Linked DNA regions of Sus scrofa: region 1 is linked to region 2. The links are chromatin contacts, called in public promoter capture Hi-C maps. All regions are on one chromosome and are shown on one strand. Each heading gives the region's core, a stretch centred on a gene start, on an enhancer-like site or on the middle of the called end of the contact. The rest is flanking DNA. Distances are from core to core; before and after follow the strand shown. Region 1 holds the start of KCNK17 (potassium channel subfamily K member 17). Region 2 holds the start of SAYSD1 (SAYSvFN domain-containing protein 1).

Region 1 (5,661 bases), core at 1,497-3,996, 170 kb before region 2:
AGGCAGTTCTAACCCCTCCCTTCCCCGTGTTTGCCCACCCTCCTCCCTCTGCAGGATACGGGAACCTGGCGCCCAGCACAGAGGCAGGCCAGGTCTTCTGTGTCTTCTATGCCCTGGTGGGCATCCCGCTCAACGTGGTCTTCCTCAACCACCTAGGCACAGGGCTGCGTGCCCACTTGACCGCCCTGGAGAGGTGGGAGGACCAGCCCAGACGCTCCCAGGTAGGGCCCCTCCCTCCCCACAGCCCCCCTCAGAAGTTGATGCTGAGACAGAGTCTGACCAGGTGGCTGTGAGGGGTTGACCCCGTGTAAGAAAAGGACCGGACAGAGGGAGAAGCTGGACTGTGGTGCCGGCTGGACAAAGACCTGGCCCGCCCCTGGACTCTGCCTCTACCCCAGTCAGCTGCTGGGAAGGTTTGCCCTCGGCCAGGCAGTTCCCTCTCTGAAATACACCCCAAGGGAGCTGACAGCTGGAGGCAGCTTGTCAGGGGCTTCCTCGAAGGGGGATCTACACCTCTGTGGTCACCACAGAGCTCCAGCAGCCCTTCCTGAGGTCAAAAGCAAACTCCAGTGCCCACCTGTCATCTGGCCCCTTGTGAAACCGGGCACAGTAGGAGGGCACAGGTGCAGAGCAATCGGAGCCTGTTCAATGACAGTCAGAGTCCCTGGGGGGAGGGGGACTGTCCGTGTGGACCCCAAGCCAGAAGGAGCCTCCAAATTCCAACTTGACTCACCAACACAGTCCCTCTGACCACAGCTTCCCGGCCCGGGCAAGGTCACACACACAGATGTGACACCCACCCCCCCGCCAGGGCAGGGCGGGCAGGGCGGGATCTGGCCCAGCCCACTTCCTCAGCTGCCCAGCCCCTCTGCCTTACACTCCCAAGTGGCCTCAGAGACTCCTCCCTTTCCAGCTACTGCAGACCCTGGGCCTGGCCCTGTTCCTGGCCCTGGGGACGATGCTTATTCTCATCTTCCCGCCCATGGTCTTCAGCCACGTGGAGGGCTGGAGCTTCGGCGAGGGCTTCTACTTTGCCTTCATCACTCTCAGCACCATCGGCTTCGGAGACTATGTCGTCGGTGAGTGAGAAGGATGTGGCCACAGACCTTGGGGTGGGGGCCACTGGGATTCAGGGGCTGGGGGGGATGTCAGCAGGGGTAACTGTTGAGGACCAGAGAGCCCCTGCTTATTCAGGGAGACAAATACGTTGTGAGACGGCTGTGACATCTCACAGCATCCTGGGAAGCTGCTGGTCTGGGACCCATGGCCCTTCCCCCCCAGGGACCTCCAGTGCTGATCCTTGCTATGGGGAGGCTGGTGGGAGCTCCCACAGAATGCAGGGGCGGCTGTGCCCTCAGCCCTCCAACATTCATCACACCCCCCTTCCCTGCCAGGCACAGACCCCAGCAAGCATTACATCTCGGTGTACAGGACCTTGGCGGCCATCTGGATCCTCATGGGCCTGGCGTGGCTGGCACTGGTCCTCCCACTGGGCCCCCTGCTTCTTCACAGGTGCTCCCAGCTCTGGCTGCTCAGCAGAGGCCTTGGCCTCAAGGAAGGGGGAGCCCCCGAAACCGATGGGCTCCCCAGACCTCAGAAGATTCCCATCTCTGCATGAGGACCCCCCAGTGGCCTCAGGAGCCCCTCCCAGCATCCCCAGCCCACCCCATGTGCCCTCTGGACATCCTGGCCCAGCTCCTTCTTTGCAACCCACTCACTTCCCAGCACAGAGCAAGGAGACAGGCGTGTCCAAGAAAGTACGAGAAAGGAGATGCAGAGGCAGAATGGGAGACAGATATGTGTGGAGCAAGATGTTGTCCCAGGGCCCCTCCCTCAAAAGTGACCTGGAAAAGCTCAGAGTTCCTGTGTTGACTTGGTGATAACAAACCTGACCAGTATCCTGGCCTCGCTTAGTGGGTTAAGGATCTGGTGTTGCCTGAGCTGTGGTGTAGGTTCCAGACATGGCTGAGATCTTGCATTGCTGTGGCTGTGGTGTAGGCTGGCAGCTGCAGCTCCAATTTGACCCCTAGCCTGGGAACTTCCATATGCTGCACCTACAGCTCTAAATAAAAAGCAAAAAAAGTGACCTGGAAAAGCAGAATCCAGATGCGGATCATGGTGGCCAAATAGCGTCCATTGCCTCCCCACCCCCTGCTCCCAGGAGACCTTACACAGGACAGCAAAAGGCAGCTTTACTTTTGCTTCATTTGATACATGCACAGTGTGTTACCAGCCCCCGCTGTGCGCCAGGCTCCAGGAAGACAGCAGGGAACGTCCCTGCCGCCGTGAGCATCTAGTCGAGTGGAAGCGCTAGACAAGCAGAGAGGCAGCTGGGACCCAGCAGCCAAAAACCCATGATGGGGTCAGACCAGGGTATGAAGAGCACCCAGGGGACCAGCCAGCAGGGATTTTGAAGCAAGTAGGATGTCTGCCCGCAGGAGGCTCCCAACCCCGCCCCCTAGCCTAGAGGTCTAGCACTGCCTGTGAACAAGGCTGAGGCACTCTTGAGTGTCCCCGGGTATGGCCTCCCTTGACCTCCTCAGGGCACCCCTTGACCTCATCACCCCTCTGGGCTCTGGAGAGCCTTTCCAAACACTCCCTGGGGAAACGGGCAGCCAGTGATCCCAGGAGATTTCCAGGAAACAAGCTGCGTGAAAGCCCAGCCTCCCTTAGGAATGCCCTCTACAGCCTGGCCTCTCGTCTGCCAGGTGACATCTCTGGCCAGAAGGAGAGGAGAGACTTAACAGCAGTGCATCCTGAGGCCCAGCCTCACCAAGGACCGCAGACCCTGGGCCCTACCTCTCTCAACAAGACAGGCCAATAAGGGATCGGGAACCACTGGACAGGACTAAGGCAAGGCCGTGAAGCCCAGGAGGCTCCAGGTGGAACTCCCCAGGGAAGGATCTAGGGCAGCAAAAGACCCAGGTTACACCCAGGATTTTCTGATATGGAGGAGAGGCCTGAGAAGCTGAGGACCCCCAGGACTCTTTTTTGGGGCATCTCACCCACAGCATGCCGAAGTTCCTGGGCCTTCGATATAACCCAAGCCACAGAAGTGACAACGCCAAGTCTTTAACCACTAGACCACCAAGGAACTCCCCCAGGACTCGTTACATACCCTGCACCCTTCCTCCATTCTGGGTGGAGAGAGTGAGGAGGCCTCTTCAGAAGCAAAGAATGGACAGGACCACTGGGCAAGGCTCCTCTTGCCTCCCAAGTTCATGGGCAAGGGCTGATCTGCTGGAGCCCCTCATCTTTGGTACATAAAAGAAAGGAAGGTGATGGGAGAGATCCAGGGAGGGCTCGACAGGCAGCAAGTCCTGGGCCATAGTCCCAGGGTCCAAGGACTTAGGCCGGGGGGCCCCAGGACAATAAAGAGTGCCTTCTACTTTCTCTTCCCCCTGAGTGTGGTCTGCAGGAGTCCCTCCCACTCTTCCCACAGGAAGCTCTGACCCTCTGGGCCCCTTCTCTTCCAGTGCCTGCAGGCACCCAGCAGCCCTTCCCTCTCCCTAGATGGGCCTGGGGGCGGGACACTCTGCACATGTGAGGCGGAGCCAGATACCCTCCGTTGGGGCCCCTTTTTGTCCCTGGGATTGGAAAGGCTGTCACATTCCCTGGCACTGCCTGCCCTACTGAGAAAACTGGGCACCGACAGGCATTGTCTAGAGAAGGGACCAGCCGAGCTCCTTCCTAGCCCTTCCTGTCCACCGCAGGTCTGGTCCATGGCTCTGGGCTCCAGCCTCCCCGCCTCTCCCGCTTCATGCAGACAGAGAGCCCGCGAGGCGCCTGAGGGCGGGGGCCGGGGGTGTGCAGTGCCTGGCACATTGCTCCTGCTGCTCGCCTACCTGACTTACTGGCCCTGGGCACCGTCGTGTTCTGGCTTCTGGAGAGCCCCGTGGCCCATGACTCCAGCAGGAGATTCTGGCGCGACAAGTGGACACTGCTGCAGAACTTCACGTGTCTGGATGGCCCGGCGCTGGACTCGCTGATCCGGGTCAGGGGCGGCCTGGGCGCTCGGGGGCGGGGGAAGGGCTGGCGCAGGGGAGCACAGGGTGCCCGGGCAGGGGGCGAGAGGGCAAGCGTGGCTCCGGTCAGGGCAACACCGGGAGCAGTTCTCCAAAAGAAAGTGGAGGGGATAGACGCGGGGACGAGCGGGGGCGCGCGTTGCCAGGTGGGGACCAAAGAATTGGGACGGACCGCGAAGGAAAGAGTCCGGCTGCCTCGAGCGGAATGCGCAGCACGGCCGGGGGGAGTCAGGGGTTAGGGGACGAAAGGGCATGACCCGGCCAGAGAGTTGCGTGGCTACCGCATCCGAATGTAGGATGAGGACGACAGGGGGCGCGCTAACCTGGTCCAGAGCTGGCAGGGCCGACACGGTCCGGGCAGCGTAGGGGCAGCGGGCGCTGGCCGGCTGGGCAGGTGGGTGGCGAGAGAGGGTCGACCTGGAACCGTACGGCACTGCGTCGGGGTCGGACCGCGGACAAAGGGCGAAAGGGCAGCCCTGGTCCCTTCCACACGAGACACAGGTGCAAGTTTGCGAATTGGGGGCGAGGACAGCAGAGGGCGCTGGGCGTTGTCTGAGGATGAGCAAGGCGGTGGGCCCTTGTCGTACAGGAAGAAAGGGGATGCAAGCCGCGCTTGTGCCCACCCCTCATCCCGCACCGGCTGAGTGAATGGGACAGAGGTGCATGTGCCAGGGTCTGGGGCCTCGGAAGCACGCAGACCCGGGTCTGAGAGAAAGAGGGCAGCGGACACAGGGACGTTTGTGGCTGAACCCGGTTTTCTCCGAGTCTTAGGGCATGGAGGCTGGACGCACTGCCCCAGCTGACCTGGAAGAGCTGAAGGGGGCAGCTGGTGGGAGAATGCAGAGGCCAAGAGGACGGAGGCTGCTGGTGCTGGAGGGTGGACCAGGGGAAGGAATGGGAAGGAGGGCAGGCTGGGGGGTTCTTTCCAGCTGGTTCTCACAAGGGATGGAAGTCTCCTTCACCTCTGGGCAGGCGACACCAGACTGGGAGATGTGACAGAAGCATCAGCTTCCAGGGCCCTCATGTGGCCCACGGGCGCAGACAGCTGTGCCCCAGCCCAACGTCCCTGTTCTGCAGTCCCCATGCCTCCTCTGGCGAGGGCCAGGCCTGTGTCCCAGAATCACCAGCCCAAAGCCAGTCCCCAGAAGGTGGCACAGAATGTTGGGTGGGAAGAGATGGGACACTGGAGCCAAGGTGGAGCCTTGAACCCCTGGAACCTGGCCCTGTGGTTAGGACAGTCTCAGCTAAGAACCGAAAGTGATACCTCCACCCCCGCCTCTAAACTTCTGCAAGTACAGCCCGACCGCCTAGCCCTGAGGGCTGTGTCACACTCCCCTGAAAAAGGTGGTGAACTTCAATGACCAGTCCCTGGCCCCAGGAACATGGCGATGGCAATGGGAATGGGAATAATGGGAAATGCTTCCATGCGCACTGTGTCAGGCACTGTTCCTAGTGCATTCACTCATTTCATCGCGACCTACCTCACAGGTGGGTGCCATTATTACCACCCCCATTTTAGAGATGGGAAAATGGAGGCTCAGAGGTTCAATACAAATGCAAAGCCAGGGCTCTGAGGCTGTCAACCACCACGAGCGCTGTCTCAGTGCAGATCTGCGTATGTGGATGTTTCCCAAGG
Region 2 (5,630 bases), core at 2,995-5,494:
AATGGGGGGTCAGGGGAGGAGATGGAGACTTCAGCTTATTTTGAAAAGCTAGAATTATCCTAAAACCAAAACCTCTCAAAAAGAGTACATGAAAAAAAATTATAGGAACACCTCCTTAATGAATATAGATACAAAATTCCTTAAAGATTATGAAACTGGATCTAGCTTTGAATTTTTGTTTTATAAAGCAGCTGAGTTGTATTTATTCCAAGAAATGTAGGATGGTTTTACAGAAAGTCTATTAATGTAACTTAGTACATTAATAGATTGAAGAGGTGGGTAGGAGTTAGGAATGGATCACAGGAAAACCCAGAAACTTTCTGGGTTTTTTTGTTTTTTGGGGTTTTTTTTGAGTAATTTTTTTCTGTGTAACAAAACCCACAAAATTTCTGTGATATAAAACAAGTATTTTTTTTTTTCATACATCTCAGGTAAGCCAGGGGCAGCTATTTAAGGCTGGGCTTAGCTGGTCAGTGAGTCAGCTGGGTGACCACAGCCACAGGACTCTCATTATTCTTGGAACAGCTGGCTGGTTGTTGCAAGTTCATCTCCTGGCAGCGCAGAGTATTAAGAGGGCGACTCAACAGGACAAGCACACTTCAAGCCCTGTCCTTGTACCATGTCTGCCATCATCTATTGGGCAAAAACAACTGCAAGGCTGAGTTCAAAATCAAGGAATGGGCACGTCTACTCTCCAATGCCTGGATACTAGGTGGAGTGAAGAATTGAGGCCAAAGACTTACTATATCACAGGGTATATGAGTACTTTATTACTTATAATTTACAAGTACACACATTATGTGTATGTTTATTATCTCTCTGTGTGTATATATATATGTGTGTGTGTGTATAAAATTTGGTATGTGCAAAGTATTCCACAATAAAATGTAAATTCACACACTGAGTACACTAGGCTAGTTCTATATTTAGTTTTCTGAGAAACCTCCATACTGTTTTCCATAGTGGTTTTACCAATTTACATTCCCACCAACAGTGCAGGATGGCTCCCTTTACTTCCCTTCCCTTTTGAAGGTGCCATGTTTCCTGCCAGAGACCCTGACTGCAATAGCTTACAGAGGGTATGCCTTAAGTCTAAACGCCTCCTAGAAGTAGATCATAAATGCAGCTCTAAGGTCTTAGTGTGATGATCAAGTGGGAAACATAACTAATAGAATCTCCAGTCCCTCAAGAGAAGCAGAACTACTCCAGACACCCATGATGGGCAAGAAATTTTCTGCAGTTTCTCAATGACAGGTCATTGTGGTATAACATCCCCATTCTTTTCCGTCTTACAGGCCATCTCTAATTATCTATCCAGGGCTCAGTCCTCAAATATCTTCTCTCCTTATCCACACTAACTTCCTAGTCGATCTCATCTAGTTCATGGCTTTATTTATTTATTTATTTTTGGTCTCTTTGTCTTTTCTAGGGCCGTACTCTCGGCATATGGAGGTTCCCAGGCTAGGGGTCGAATCAGAGTTGTAGCTACCAACCTACGCCAGAGCTACAGCAACGCCAGATCTGAGCTGCCTCTGTGACCTACACCACAGCTCATGGCAACACCAGATCCTTAACCCACTGAGCAAGGCCAGGGATTGAACCCTCAAACTCATGGTTCCTAGTCAGGTTCATTAACCACTGCACTGCGATGGGAACTCCAAGTTCATGGCTTTAAATATCACACATGTTAATGACTCCCAATCGCATCTCCAGTCCTGACTTTTCCCTGAATTCCACGTTTCACTATCCAGTTGCTTAACACTGGATATCCAATAGGCACCTCGAACTCTGGGCATGTCCAAAACTTTCCACATTTATGGCATTGTCCTCTCTTCCTAGTCTTCCTCCATTTCAATAGAGGACTGAAGCATCTTTCACTTGGTGGCTTGGGTGTGTGAACTGGTGGGGAGGAGGACTGGTGGAAATCTATCATCCTTGATTCCTTTCTCTTGCGCTCCATAGCCAATCCAACTGCGTAACATGTTGGTTCAGATATTCAAAAATCTATTCAGAATCTAACCAGTGCTCACCACCTCCATCACCACCCTAGCCCAACTGCGGTCTCTCTTACACTTCTGGTTTCCTGCCTTCTATACTTGTACTCTTCAAGGGCCCTCCTCTGGCAGCCAGTGTGATCCTTTAAAAAGATGTCAGATCATGTCATTTCCTACTCAAAATCCTCCAATCACTTGCCATCACACTCAGGATGCAGTACAAAGTCTCCACCTGTAAGGCCTTATATGACCTGACCCTCGATGTTCTGTGAGCAGGTCAAACATACTACTTGAGGTCTCAGGACCTTTGCACTTGCTATTTCCTCTGATTGAATCAGTCTTCTCCAGATATCTACATGCCTCCCTCCACTCATTTTATTTAGGTTTCTGCTCAAATGGCAACTCCTTAGAGAAACCTTCCCTGGTCAAAGGCTCTAAACAGCTCCACCATCTCCATTCCTTACTTTACTTTTCTTCACAGTGCTCACCAGTGCCTGACATTACATTAAATATAAATACTGAATTGTTGCGAGACATGTTTTTATAATATTGTCTTAGCCTCTTTGCTGAAAACTCCATCTTGTCCTTCCTTACTTTGTCCCATCTTCCTGCTTGAGAAACAGTCACAGCGATAGTAAATGACTTAAGCTTAAGAACAAAGACCTAAAGGCATGGGTGATTCGAGGGGTCAGCTGAATGAGGACATAATACATTGGTCTAGGTAAGCCGGACTTGTGCAGATTGGCACGCCATTTGCACAAGCATGATATGTCCTCTAAAGAATAAGAGAAAGAGCATCCTCATGGCCAAGTGGTTTATGAGTGGTCGTTAACAGAATATGCATTAGGAAAGAGAACCAAGGTGCAAACCTAGGCACACAGGGTTGCCACAAATAGGCATACGTTTGCAGAAGCACAGTGAGGATTCTCTGAAATGCTATGCATAGATAGCTAACTCAAATGCTAATGATTCTTAAATGCCTAAAGTTTAGAGTAAAAGTTTAACCATCTACCAGCGAAGTGACTTTTAAAATAATAAAAAAACTTATAAAATAATAAAAAAACCCCTATATCCTGCACCTACAACCCCCTTTTCACTTGAGGTAATTCTCAAGAGCACAATAAAAGCAGTGTGGTTTCTTGAGGCAGGGATCTTGGTCCCTGAGAACTTGAGTCCCCCGGTTCCCGCCTTTACTTAAGATAAATGTCTCTGTGTCTTGTTTTATGTTAACTTTTTTTCCTTAAGTTCCATAGCACCCATTCTTCAGCCCCATCCTGCTGAGCTGGTCTTGGCACTGAATTATGCATTTGTCTTTCCATTTAGAATGTTAAGCACTATGAAAACAAGGGTTTCCTTCCTTCACCCACCACCCTTGGTGCCTGGTTCCATACTTAACACACAGCAGGCTCCTGGTAAATATTCGCTACATGAATGAAAGACTCCATTCTAGTTCATCTAGTTTCTTGACTCAAACTCAACAAGTCTCTGAGTCTCAATTATGTGAATGGCACTTAGCTCCATGCCTAGAGCTTTAAAAATCTAATAGTCCCTGACCCCGACTGTGACCTTTTGGGTGAATAGTGATTGGGAGTGGGCGCGAGGGAGCCCTCAGTGTACTAGAAACGTTCTTTATCTGGGTAGCAGTTATATATAGGTATACACATAAGTCCAAACCTATTGACTCTAACACTTAAGGTTTGTGTATTTTAAGCTGCACCCTCAAAAGGTTTTGTTTTGTTTTGCTTTAAGTTTGTGGCCTACCTAGTCATATTAGCGGTAGTTTCCAACGAGGCAGAGCAATGAGAGGTCTGCACAGCCTGCCTGCCAAGTGAGCAGCGAGAAAGCCACCGTCCAAGGAGCTAGGATGGCAGACCCATCAAAAGGAAAAGCGTAGGCTGTATCCTGCCTTTCTTCTGCCACCGGAACCTCCCACAGATCATGGGCCTCTTCAACAACCTGGGACCACCTTCTCAGTCTGGTGCCTGACTGTTAGAGGATGCCACCCCTGTTAGGGAGCAGATCCCCAAAGTGATGTGGAGTACGGCAGAGCTTAGCTTGGGGCAAGAGAGGGGAACAATGAGACAGTCTTTATGCTTTGGAGTCTTAACGACATAGCCTCAGGAGGCGAACACCGCGTCTACACGTTTGGAGGGGACAACCAGCTGTACCCAAGAGCCTAAGGAACGTCACAAACCTAGCGCACTCTGAGTCCCGGTCCCCAAGCGCGCACGCGCAGCAGAGAGCCACCGCTACGCAGGCGCACAGCTGCCTAGCGCCGGGCAAAGCGGGGACAGGGGCCTTGCGGGCGGGCGCGCGCGCCCGGGTGCGCGGGAAACCGGGCGCGCGCCATGGAGCAGCGGTTAGCTGAGTTCCGGGCGACCCGGAAAAGAGCAGGGCTGGCGGCCGAACCCACCACTTCGAGTCAGAGTGCACAAACCTCAGGACAGAAGGCGGAAGCAGCTGCGACTCCAAAGGCAGCCCCAGGCTGGCTCAAACGGTTCTTGGCGTGGAAACCGAGGCCCGCGAGTGCCCAGACCCAGCCCAGCCTCACGCAGGTGAGAGGAAGTTAGCCTCGCCCCAACCCCCGCGAACCGGGCTTCAGGGCAGCCGACTTGGCCTTGGGGACAACTTTGGCCGAGGCCCCGCCCCCGACACCACGTGGTGGTACGCAGGCCACGCCCCCCACTGCTTTCCTGTGGCGCCTTTGCTGGCGGGGCGGGGCTGCGGCACCACGCACCATCTCAGGGGCGTGGCCTCGCGTCTCCAGCCACTCCTATGGCGCTGATAAGTGGCTTTGACATTTTCTTTCCAGCCGGCAACCCACGCCGCTCCGACCCTGGGTGGGAAGCGAGGGTCTAGGGACCTGGAAGAAAGCACCTCTGCCCTTGAGCTATTCATAGCGAGTTGAGTTATCGTTGTGCGCTCGGTGGCTTTGGGAAACCTCTCCATAACCGTGTTGAGACACAGCCCTCTGCTAATGGAGGGTAAAAGGTCTAATTGGATACTGATAAAAAGTGGCAGTAATTAAGGCATCATTTGATTTCTCACCTGGGCCACATGCAACCAGTCGCCCAAATAGCCTGCGCTTTAGAAATGGCATTTGAATAGAAAACTTGCCAAAGTGCGGTAACTGTAATTGCCGGTGGTGGCATGTACTTGTCTATTCCAGTTTAACAAGTGTTCAAGGCAAAAACAATTTATAGATTGTATGACAGCCTTTTCACCTTGTGATTCTTTGGTAATCTCTCATTCACATCTCTTTGTATCTTCACCGTTTTCACTCATGAGGGAAGTGGCTAGGTGACTTGCATGTGAAATTGGAGTATCTATGTGGAAATACAGGATAAAACATCAAGGGGAAATCAGCGCTGTGAGGCAGTGTGTGGCAAGGCCTTTGTACCTCAAGTGCAATAAGAACTAAAAATGCCTTTTGAAAATTAAAATGTATTGGAGGAGAAGTGCACCTGACTCCTCTTATAATTACTTCTCTCAAGTTCATTCATAGTGTTAAATGATAAATTGCACCACATATGGTTTTAACAATTTATTTTTTTGGTCTTTTTAGGGCCACACCCACAGCACATGCAGGTTCCCAGGCTAGGGATCAAATCGGAGCTGTAGCTGATGGCCTACAAC

The links. Promoter capture Hi-C pulls out the DNA fragments that hold promoters and counts their contacts.
Region 1: a contact with region 2 is called in a promoter capture Hi-C map of fetal liver, with 3 times the contacts expected there. The contact joins the promoter of KCNK17 here to the promoter of SAYSD1 in region 2. A contact is called at or near these places in 2 of 5 promoter capture datasets (fetal liver and fetal skeletal muscle) and 1 of 47 Hi-C or Micro-C datasets (epiblast stem cells).

Annotation. Positions count from the first base shown.
Region 1 is chr7:34,724,080-34,729,740 of Sscrofa11.1, reverse strand. KCNK17 (potassium channel subfamily K member 17) reads left to right here and starts at 2,746. Exons shown (of 6, transcript XM_021098659.1): 1 at 2,746-3,852; 2 at 3,855-3,994. The coding sequence starts at 3,723. It overlaps KCNK16 (potassium channel subfamily K member 16), which reads left to right. Exons shown (of 5, transcript XM_021098660.1): 3 at 55-221; 4 at 914-1,079; 5 at 1,395-1,970. The coding sequence ends at 1,618.
Region 2 is chr7:34,554,200-34,559,829 of Sscrofa11.1, reverse strand. It overlaps SAYSD1 (SAYSvFN domain-containing protein 1), which reads left to right and starts at 4,244. Exons shown (of 2, transcript XM_021098658.1): 1 at 4,244-4,549. The coding sequence starts at 4,343. LOC102157750 (a long non-coding RNA gene) reads right to left here and starts at 5,591. Exons shown (of 4, transcript XR_297198.3): 1 at 4,432-5,591.